2 separate regions of the Ovis aries genome follow, and region 2 is linked to region 1. A link is a contact called in public Hi-C data. All regions are on one chromosome and are shown on one strand. The core of a region is the stretch at or near the end of the contact, and the rest is flanking DNA. Distances in the headings are between cores, read along the strand shown. Region 1 holds the start of GADD45G (growth arrest and DNA damage inducible gamma). Region 2 has its middle 310 kb from the start of GADD45G.

Evidence for each region. Hi-C and Micro-C count contacts between places; a contact is called where the count stands out from the background.
Region 2: a contact with region 1 is called in a Hi-C map of liver, with 5 times the contacts expected there. The contact joins the enhancer-like site here to the promoter of GADD45G in region 1. A contact is called at or near these places in 3 of 16 Hi-C or Micro-C datasets (liver, muscle and tail adipose tissue).

What each region holds. Positions count from the first base shown.
Region 1 is chr2:24,392,255-24,398,271 of ARS-UI_Ramb_v3.0, forward strand. It overlaps GADD45G (growth arrest and DNA damage inducible gamma), which reads left to right and starts at 2,937. Exons shown (of 4, transcript XM_015093022.3): 1 at 2,937-3,096; 2 at 3,368-3,469; 3 at 3,583-3,796; 4 at 3,893-4,503. The coding sequence starts at 3,044. The coding sequence ends at 4,003.
Region 2 is chr2:24,699,731-24,705,168 of ARS-UI_Ramb_v3.0, forward strand. No RefSeq gene overlaps it. Among named protein-coding and RNA genes, the nearest start is that of GADD45G, 310 kb to the left of the region's middle. Within about 2 kb of position 2,606, at least 27 of the 54 cell types and tissues checked have an H3K27ac peak or open chromatin away from gene starts, as enhancers often do. A contact at or near this core is called in liver and muscle, where this site is marked.

The DNA of each region.
Region 1 (6,017 bases), core at 1,687-4,186:
GTCATATCCAACGTCAGAAAGGCGATTTTCCTGAAATTCAATACCTTAAAAATATGAGTGAAGTAGATAGCCCCAGGGAGGTGTCAATCAGGCCTCTTCTTAGGGCTGGCTCAGCACCAACTGGAAATGCTGTCTCCTGTCCCCCCTCCCCTCCTCTGGGGTCCGGGTGTGAGGCCTGGTGTGTAGGGAGATTTCCAGTGTTTAAAATGGGGAGGGGGAAATAAACTCTAAGATGTCAAATAAGTCTCATTTTTGCAATGATACATTTTCTGGGGACCTGAAACTAGTACATTAAAAAATATTTGATACTTTTAAAAGCAATATCTATGTTTCAATCACTTAAAAATAAATATATCTTATCCAATCAAGGCACACCATCATTTTGTTTACCACTAACGAAGAAAGAAGGGGCTTCCCCGGCGGCTCAGTGATAAAACAATCCACCTGACAATACAGGAGACGCAGGAGATACAGGTTCGATCCCTGAGTCAGGCAGATCCCCTGGAGGAGGAAATGGCAACCCACTCCAGTATTCTTGCCTGAGAAAATTCCATGGGCAGAGGAGCCTGGTGGGCTACAGTCAGTTCATAGGGTCACAAAGAGTTGTACACATCTGAGCAACTGAGCATGCAGTGGGCAGTAAAGAAAGAAAGGAAATGGCAGCAAAGGAAAGCCACAGGATGCCAGCAATGGGGAGGGAGCAATTAGAAAACAATATAATGGCTACCGGGGGTGGGGGCGTGTGAGGGGGAGGGATAGGTTGGGAGGCTAGGATTGACCTATACGTGCTACTACATAAAACAGATGACTAATAAGAACTTTTTGCGTAGAACAGAGAACTCTACTTAATACTCTGCTATGACCTACATGGGAAAAGAGTCTAAAAAAGAGTGGATGTGTGGTGTATATGTATAACTGATTCACTGTTGTGTACACCTGTAACGCTGAAGATCAACTGCCCTTCAGTGGGGGGGCGGGGGGCGGGGGGCGGGGAAGACACCTCGGATTTCAGCGATGTTAGGTGAGCAAACACTCAATTGGCATCTGGGAAGTGTTCCGCTCTCTCAGCTGTCCTCTGCCAGCTGGCCACCGGGGGGCGCAAGAAGCCAGTGCACTCCGTTGTCTTCCTTATTTCCTGTCTTGCCGCAGAGTCGGGACTCCCAGCACACCCAACAGCCCCTGCACCCGCTATAGCTGTCCTGCCCAGTCTCAAAAACCTCACCTAGTAAGGGTTAAGGCTGGGTGGCGGAGACAGAATGCACCTCAGTGCACATAGAGAGATGCAGGCACCAAAAATTATAAGCTCAGTGAGCAAACTTTCTGGAAGTGTCAACTTCCCTGGTGGCTCAGATAGTAAAGAATCTGCCTGCAATGCGGGAGACCCAGGTTCCATCCCTGGGTCGGGAAGATCCCCTGGAGGAGGGCATGACAACCCACTCTGGTATCCTTGCCTGGAGAATCCCATGGAGAGAGGAGTCTGGCTGTAGAGTCCATGGGGTTGCAAAGAGTCGGACACCACTGAGTAACTAACATTCATTACACAGGTCCAAAATGGCCCCGGCCAAGCAATGTCTATTAAACGCTCTCAAGCTCTCATTTAGTATTATTTCTCTATTCCTGGAAAACAAGCTTTTAATACATGCATACTTAGGTCAAAATTTTTCAAAATAGCTTGCCAAATATAGGCTTTTCTTCCGTCAGTACTGGATTGGAGTCTCCTTTTGTCTTCATCTGGGTTTTGCAGTTTTTGACTTCCATTAATATGTAGCTTAGATGGGGCTCAGCTGACTCTACCTGGGCCCCTCCTTGATCAGAGGGCCAAAGGCCAAGTCCCCACAGTATGTCAATGGAAGTGCGGGGGAGAGGTGCTCAGGAACTTTCCCGTCGGCCTGTAGATGGCGCCCCGGGAAAGGGATTCCAAGCGTAGTTCCCAAAGTTCTTGGGGTCCCCACCCGGCTGCGAAGAAGGTGCAGCAGCCAGGTGTTCCTTCCAACTTCCACGGCTGCTCCGCACGTGCGCTAGAACCTTTTGGGGCGGAATTTCATGCAAACGTGTGGTGGGTGCAGCGGGGCCGGTGCAGGGGGCGCGCATTGAGGAGCGCAGGAGCCCCACGCGGCCGCGACCCACCACGCGCCGAGCAGCCCGGTGACCCCCACGCGCGGCGGGGCTCTCCCACCCCACCCAGCGGCAGGTGGACAGTGTCGCTATGAAGAGAAAGCTTCAATTGTCCCTCCTACAAACCGCCACACGCCAGACCTCTGCTATTGTGCACCCGGCATAGAAATGCAAACGAGCCGCGTGTTCCGGCCGCAATCTGCTTGCGCGCCCTGGCGCCCCGCAGCGCTTAGTAGCGGGCCGGGAGATTGGCTAGACTTTGCAGCGCGACCGGGTCCGGGTCTTGATTGTGCTAGAAGAACCTCGCGCTCGGGGCTCTGGTGTCAGCTGGAGAGGGCTGCTTTCAGGCCTTTAGCTAGCTTAGCCAGCGCAGCCTGTTTTTTAAGTTCCGGTTTAGAAGAAATGGTTTCAGAAACTCCAAATTAAAAGTGAAGAAAAAAATAGAAAAGGTAGCAAGAAAAATAAATGCAAAAAAAATATTCATTAGATTTCCCCAAAGGTGCATTTCACAAATTGCAGCGTACTGTTAACAAGTGAGGGTTTTTTCCCCCCGTAACTTTTTCCTTTTAAGGACTTAAAAAAAAAAGGCGAGATGAAATCTGCAGGCTCCAGTCTGCCTGGTAACACCCCGACAAAAGCGGCAGATTTGAGGCATTGTCATCCCCCGCACCCCTCCCCACGTGGCCTTCTGGCACGAGCCGCGGGCAGCCGCCTCATTTGCATCAGAAAGCGGGCGCGGGCCAATGGGCTCGCAGGCTCGCGCCAGCTGGCGGCGCCACCCGGCTCAGCCTATATAAGGGCGCAAGGCGGCGCTCCGGCTTACTCGCCGGCAGCGGGCTCACCAGGCTTGCTCGCAGACTTTCCTTCTTCGCTCGCGTCTGCTCCGCCCTCTGTTCTTGTGGATAACTTGCTGCTCGCAGATCGCAATATGACTCTGGAAGAAGTTCGTGGCCAGGACACGGTTCCAGAAAGCACAGCCAGGTAGGTCGGCGCCTAACTCCGGACGTCTCGGGGCGCGCGGGGACCCTCGTCCTGCCCTGGCCGCGCTGGTTGGGCGATAGTCTTTGGGGCCCGCCTGGGTGGAAACCGGCTGGGTTGGGAACCCGCTGGGTGGAAGCCGGGCGCGAGTGTGCCGGCTGGGCCGAAGGTGCGGCCGCCTGGGCTGGCGCGCCGGGCTGGGGCGCTGGGGGTGCGTCTCCGGGTCCAGGGATCTCAGGGCACCCTCCGGCTCACCGTGCTGGCTTGTCCACAGGATGCAGGGCGCCGGGAAAGCGTTGCACGAGCTGCTGTTGTCTGCGCAGCGCCAAGGCTGCCTCACGGCCGGCGTCTACGAGTCAGCCAAAGTCCTGAACGTGTGAGTATCAAACGCGGCCCGTGGGAGGAGCGGCAGGGAGACCGGGGAGACAGTGGCTGGGGGCGCCCCTGGCTCCTCGACCTGATCTCACCACCTCTTGCTCGCCCGCGTAGGGACCCCGACAATGTGACCTTCTGCGTGCTTGCCGCTGACGAGGAGGACGAGGGCGATATCGCGCTGCAGATCCACTTCACTTTGATCCAAGCGTTCTGCTGTGAGAACGACATAGACATCGTGCGCGTGGGCGACGTGCAGCGGCTGGCGGCGATCGTGGGTACCGGTGACGAGTCGGGGGCACCTGGAGACCTGCACTGTATCCTCATTTCGGTGAGTGTCGCCTCCGTGCCGATGTGATCCCTGCCCCCTCGCTCTCCCGTCAGCAGCCAGTGCCCAGCCAGGCTGACCTCTGCGTTCTCTCTGCAGAACCCCAATGAGGACGCATGGAAGGACCCCGCCTTGGAGAAGCTTAGCCTGTTCTGCGAGGAGAGCCGCAGCGTCAACGACTGGGTGCCCAATATTACCCTTCCCGAGTGACAGCCCCGTGGGGATCCTTGGTTTGATCGACGTGGTGACGCCCCGGGGCGCCTAGCGCGGGGCTGGCTCTGTGGATGCGCCCTCGGAGGGCGCCGGAGTGCGGCGTGGAGACTGGCAGGCGGGGGCGCGTGGAGAGCGGCGAGGAGGTGCGGTTCCCTCCCGAGGAGGGGCCCGGCGGCGACAGGGGCAGGCTGGCCCCAACCCAGGACTCTACAAGTGTGGGGAGCGGCTGCTCGCCCAGGAAGGCCGGAGGCGGGACCTTGGCCGCGCGGCCGGGAAGGACAGACTGGCCGGGCAGGCGTGACTCAGCAGCCTGTACTCCCGGCAGAAAGGAGGGGAAAGGCAAGTCCAGGCGGCTTGGACTTGTACGGTTACAGGAGCTCTGACGGACTTGAGCAGTATGCACTGCTGTTTTCAAAACGGATACGGGCGATGCTTCATTTTCTAAAGGATTATGCTGCTGCAGCTTTGAGTTTTACAATAAACTTAACTGAAACAAACGTACTCTCTTTATTGAGGGCAGGGTATCTTTGTCTGTGGGGGAGGTGGTCAGCGGGACTGCTGCTGATTTCTGAAATTTACGGAACTCCATGGCACCTGTTCCATCTTCCTGTTGGCGCTGAATGGCAGGCTCCTGGGGTGCTGGAAGTGGGGGAGGGGACGCTGGCTGGGTGTTAGGGCAGAACTTGAGCCCTGCTCCTATTTCTCTCCCTTCAGGAAAATTTTTAAACTTGCAAGACAGGAGCATACTTGGGATAAGACATCAGTGCAGCAGCTGGCCATCCAACCCGATAGCAGAGACCTTTCCCTCCCCTCCCCCTTCTTTCCTCTCCACCCCCTCCCTTCCAACAGCTGCTTATGGGAACAGCTTGCAGGATGCAGGCAGCTCCTTCCTGCACAATGAGCATTGCCTTCTGCAGGCACTGCCCTTTGTGGTCTCTGAGGATGGTGGCAGACTGCTGTCAGGAACCATTTCCCCTTAAAGGAATGGCACTTACGGCAATGTCACCAGGGTATTAATATCGCATATGACATGACTGCATTTAAGTGTGAGTCATCATTTTGTCATGACTGTGATAGATCTTAAGATCTGAGCAAAAATGGCAAGGGAGTGTCTGCACAAATAGGCGTAAGCAATTCTGAGTGGGGCCAGCATCTGCTATCTACTATTTTGAGTGTTCTCTGCCCACATCAGAGTTATGAGGACTGCTACTATTCACAGCAGCATTGAGAGACTTACAGAAGAAAAATAATTCAAATCTTTTGGGCAAAGTCTTAAGAAGGATGTAGGAGGAAATGTACTGAGTGAATCAAACTTTTTATATTATTAAACTGATATCTTGCTTTCATGCTGCTGCCTGATTGTACTGCTTTTGGCGGGGGAATATACATGGAACTGCATTGCTGTTAGCAAGCTGCCCAGTGGTCCGCCATGCCTTCCAGGCAAAGGAGGGTTAGTGTACTTTCTCAGCAGTTCCAGGCAGCTGATTTGCCTTGTCGTGTGCCACTTCACTCCATATCCTGAAAGAATTAAAAGAGCTGTACGAGCCTAATGATTTCTGCTGCAAGGAAAGCATCTTCGTTTCACATTTATTAGCTCTTGAAAATATTTCTCCCTTGATTAGACAGAAGCTCAGTGAAATAATTCAGCTGTGTTTGTGCCAAAGTTTCATTACTGCTTCACCCACTGCTGCTCAAAACCTTGAGTTTCCCTAGTTGAGGTGGAGCCCCGCAGGGTGGGGGTCTACAGCAGTCTGCCTTTCTGGGCTCACAACCATTTGCCACAGCATGCTATAGTAAACACAAACGGAGCACGATTCGTTTAAAATGTACCCTTCAATGAGTAGATCCAGCAGCATATTGCATAGGACAGGCAGCAGATCCTCCCACTGGCCCACTGACCCTTGTAGAACATTCAGTTGGCAGATCTGCAAAAGACTTGATTTTGTGGATTAGAATTTACAGCAAGGGCACCTGTTGGAGCCCTTAGGGGCTAGAAAAAATTTATAGGGAG
Region 2 (5,438 bases), core at 1,356-3,855, 310 kb after region 1:
AGGGATTGAACTGGAGTCTCTTACATCTAACCTGTACCGGCAGGCAGGTTCTTTACCACTAGGATCACCTGGGAAGCCTTGACACACATTATATTCAATCCTGACCTTGGGAGGTTGGACGACAGGCTCCCAGTCTGGGCCCACGTTTGTCCAGTGGAACATGAGGTCTGTGCTGACCACAAGGGCTGACCAGCCCTCATAGGACCTTCCCCATTGCTTAGGAACCCAGGAATTGTGACCTTCTCAGGTCAAAGCTATTGGTGGTATCTGTGCTGTGCTTACTTGCTCAGTCATGTCCACCTCTTTATGACCCTTTGGACTGTAACCTGCCAGGCTCCTCTGTCCATGGGATTCTCCAGGCAACAGTGCTGGAGTGGGTTTCCATGCCCTCTTCCAGGGGATTTTCCCAATTCAAGTATTGAACCCAGGTCTCCTGCATTTCAGGCAGATTCTTTACCATCTGAGCCACCAGAAAAGCCCTTGGTAGTGTCCAGTGAGGGTTAACCAAACACCTGCTACAAATGCTCCATGACCCAGCCATCAGCTCCTTGATACCTACTCTATAGAGAAATGAGTGCTTGAATCCACAACACATGGATTCAAGTGTCTGTAGCATAAACTGTGGTCCTTCCGCACGGTGGAATAGACTCTGGCCATAAAAGGAGTGAAGTGCTGACACTCCCACGTGGATGAATATGGGCAGCATGATGCTCAGTGAAAAAAGCTGACACAAAAATGCCATATTCTATTATTGCATTGATGTGAACCTCCTAGAGTAGGTAAATTCACAGAGACAGAATTCAGATTGGTGGTTTCCAAAGAGGGTGAGGAGGGTAGGGAGAAACTGTTTAATAAGTAAGGGGTTTTACTTCAGAGTGATGGAAATGTTTTGGGACTAGACAAGGTTGAAGAATGCAAAGTACTCTAATGATACTAAATGTTACTGAATTGTTCACTTTAAAACACATAATGTGTATTTCACTTGAATAAATTAAAAAAATGCAAATTAAAAAAACTGTCAGTATCAGCTTTACTAATATTGATATTAGTCTCACATCCACCACTCTCTGAATAAAGCGTTTTTATCTACATGCTAGCATCCTTCACAGCAAGGACAATGGATATAAATTCAAACATGGGCTCATCTCACCAACCTTGTGCGGGGACATAGGGTGTTCACACAATTTAAGTCCATTCATATGAAGGTTAAGAACATGCAAGAACAACCACTGGTGGTGGAAGTCAGAACAGTGGTCATCTCTGGAAGGAATTTCTGGGGTGGCAAATGTTCCATACTTTGACGTGGGGGCCGTGACACAAGTGTATACAATTGTCAAGACTAAACTGCACCCTTTAGATTAGTGCTCAGTTCCATATGTAAATGTACTTCAATATAAATAATAATTCCAAGAGAAGAGAAAAATCAATTTAGAGACATAGAAACATTAACCTTCGTATATGGAACTCACCAACGCCAGGCTTGCCAGATTGTTCACAGGAGACTGGTCCCCTGGCTGGTCCTTCTCCATGTGCAGCAACACCTGAGGCCAGCTTGGCCCCTCTGCTTTCACATTGTCATTTCCTGCTTTGTGCATCCATCCCCAGCAGGTTTCACTCCCCATGGGGAGCCTGGCCTGGAGCCAGGTAGGAGTTTTATGAAGTGTTGTGGAGGGACCCATGAGCTAGACGCTCGCTCCCTGGGTGTACAGGGGCAGGGAGGCAGAAGGAGACCCCATGCTCACAGTGACCTCAGGTGTCCCAGCACCGATGGCAGGCATCCACAGTTCTGCTTGGCACCTGCCCACATCTGGGCAGGAGCCCTGAGGAGGTGTCTGGACCAGATTCTCAGTGCTCTATCCAAGGGGAGCTACTACCGTGTCTCACTAAGCCAACTCACAGTCCTCTGTGGCTGCAGGAAGCCCCTTCACTGAACAGCAGCCCTGTGTGCTGAGATCTCAACCGTAGGAGGACTCCCACAGAACCTTCAGCCCTGCCCTGGCATTTGGGGCAGGCCTCCAGGAGCTTGGAGCAGAGCTTCTCAGACTTTCCTGGACACTGAGACACCCAGGGCCCTGGGAACAAGCAGACTCTGACTCAGAGGGTCTGGGGGCGGTGATGCTAATGTTCTGGTCTGGAAAGTCTGGAGGGGAAATAAAACTTAGTAAAAAATGATGAACATGCATGCTTATATACATACTAGCCAGTTCCTACTCATAGCAGCATATCCAGACCTAATGTAGAATTTAAAGGACCATCAATCTGTGAACCCATGGGTAACATAAATGAGGTAAGCTCCCACCCCCAAGCTCTGAGTCCTTTCCCATCACAACACCCCTTTTACACTCCACCCGAATTTTTTGCATCTTTCTCTGTCTGGAGGCATGCTGGGGGTCAGATGCAGCTTACTCTGGTGGGGAGGCTGTGTGGGAACCACCCTGCCTGGCCTCACCAGTAACTTCTGCCACACCTCCCATTTCCACAGAGCTATTTTTAGAATTCTATTTTTAAATTGTCTGAAGTTCACATTGACTTCACTGCCTAATTGAAAAGGTCACCTCCCTGGAATTGTCTGTTGTACACTCCACCCTGTGGACAGTGCAGAGTGGAAATGATCAAATATCCCTGGTTGGGGCCACATGCTGGTGACATCCATCCCCGCTAGGGTACAGGTGAGGTGGTGGTGGAGCCTGGCCCCCAGGCCAGCTCAGATGCAGGTCAGTTCCGGGCTCTCTCTTTCACCTTCCACCTGTGCTGACCCATCAGGCATGCAGACCCGGAGGTAGACACAGATGCTGCCCTGTTCTCACTGCAGCCCAAGGTGAGGCTGAGGGTAGGGTTTGTGTGGGTATTGCACAGGCCCTATCTTTCCTTTTTGGGAATGCTTTGCCCTAGATTCATGGCCTATTTTTCCAGAGCACCTGCCCTTCTCACCTGGAGGAGTGTAATAGACTCTGGAGGACTTATGACCACACAGACCAATGGGCCCACCCCAGAGTCTCAAACTGAGTAGATCTGGTGTGGAGACTGGGGCTTACATGTCTCATCTGGTGTTGCAGGTCTAGATACCAGGCTTTGAGAACTATGGGCCTGTGCCAAAGGTGTCAGAGGCTGTTGGGGAAATGCAAAGTCTCCTGGCAGCTGTGGGCTAAAGAGGGTAAAGTGTGGACTGCGGTTCCCAAGACACCTGGGTTCCAGTCTCTTAAGTATCCTTTTCTGGGAGATGAAAGCAGGTCATTTAATTCCACTAAACCTTAGTTTTCCAATCTGTAAAATGGGTTAACATCTCTTATCTCATAGGGGTGTGGCCTGGTAGGGACCAGAGGGCCTCCCAGTGTGTTTTCTGGAGCTTCAGCTTGACCCCAGGGTGGGCTGAGAGCGGCTCCTTGGGGCTGAGCTCTCACGGGCACTGGCTGTGAGCCCTTGATTGTGTGCCCCTGAGCTTTGCCTGGACCATTGTGAACTAGGCTTCTGTCTGTGAAATGAGAGAATCCCTCTCCTTGGTGCTTATCTTGCTGCTCAGAAGCAATTTCAGGTGGTAAATTGAGTGAATGCCTGAGTTGGGTAGGGAGCAGTTCTCTGGGACCCCACCGCTTTAATACTGTGAAGGCTCTAAAGGTCTGATGCTCTGCCAAACCAGCTGAACTCAGGCCACCTCAGTCCTGCCTGCAGGCTCCCCAGGCCTCTGGGAATGAATTCTGCAGAATTCATTGGCCTGAACGCTGACCCGGAGCTGCCAGTTCAGAAGAACTACTTGAATTTGCCTTGGCACGGGGGCTGCCCGGGTTTGCCTTGCCTCCTCTGGGCTCCTCGTGGTCGCTAACGCCTCCTTTCTCTGAAACTGGGCACTTCCGGCCTGGCACCGCCTTCCTCCTTTCTCCCACTCCTGTGCAAACAGCCGGAGAGCCGGGACTGCTTCTCCCAGGACACATCTCCTGCCCTTCCGACACCCTCTTCCGCTAACCAAGTGCAGGAGGAACAGAGGCTGAGTGCAGCTCAAAGTCCGCAATCCTGCCTTCTGCTGAGGGCTTTCCTGGAACTCTCTCCTCCCCCCACCCTCCTCCCCTCCGGGAAGCCGCTGGCAGAGGGATGCGGGCGGCGAGGCCGGCTGGATCCTCGGATCCTGGAATCAGCCAGCTCCGGGCAGACCTGGAGAGAGCAAAGGGCAGAACGTGTTGCAAAGGCAAGAGGCATCGGCGTGGGGAGAAAGTGAAGCCAGGACGGTGGTGGTGTCTCCTCCAGGTGTTTGCAGCTCGAATTCTACAATTCAAAAGACACAGCCGACAGCCAGGTTGGGGCATGCCCCTTTGTTGTGTAAATCCTGGGGTCTGAGATCCCAGGGCCCAGAGCTTGGACTTGTGACTGCCAAGTTTCTGCTAGGATTTGGGCATGACCTCCCTCAACCCCAGGCTTGTTTAGGTTTACTTGGGGATCGTTGCCAGCAGGGGCCTCCTGGAGCCACCTGGATAGAGGGATGTGGGCCGGCCAGCTCCCAGCCCTGGGCGCCCAGTCCCTCTTTGCTGCTGGAAGCCGGGGCCCAACTCAGCACCTGCTCCCAGCTCAGCGAGAGCATCATGGTGATTGAAGATTCCTTCCCTGTGCCCCAAATCCAGTTTATAATAGAAACTCTCCCCTTTTCTATGTTCAAACATGGAGAAAGGCTGCCGAGCAGCTTCTACACAGATCTTTTTTGGGGCTCTGCTCCTTTTATTTCTTTTATCATTTTCTGTTAAGAGTGGTAAAGAACCTGCCTGCCAGTGCCGAAGACATGAGACATGGGTTTGATCTCTGGGTGGGAAAGAGCCCCTGGAGGAGGGCATGGCAACCCACTCCCGTACTTTTGCCTGGGGAATCCTATGGACAGAGGAGCCTGGCAGGCTACAGTCCACAGGGTAACAAAAGAGTCAGACAGGGCTGAAGTGACTTAGCATGCATGCATACTCCTTTTATTTCTTTAATCTCTTTCCATTAAGAAGCAGCCAGCAGCCCTGAGAGTCAAGCTGCCTGCAGAACTATTACCTCCAAGAGACATCAGATTTTGGTTTAAGAACCTCAGCTGACTGGATTTCCTGTCTGATGGCAGACAAAGAAATTCAGCCTAGAGTCCCCTAAAGCAGGGTCATAATTGCTGCTTATGTGAAGGAAGGTCAGGGTCTTCCCATGCTTATGTTTTGTGATCTCTGTTTCTAAGGGGTTCAGCCAACTTTACAGCAGGAAACACCCCTTGGGCGGCACCTCCCTCTGGTTTGCCGGAGGACAGTGGGCATGTTAGGGTGCTGCAGTCGGTCCTTGGAGGTTCAGTGCGGGGCTGCTGGGCACCTGGGCACCCGTGCTGTTATAATGGGCGTGGAGCGAGGATGGCTGTCACCTGGGTGAGGTGACAGCCCAGAGGCCCTGGGGCCAGAGAGGAACCAAAGCCTCAGAGAGGCTCTCAGGCCAAC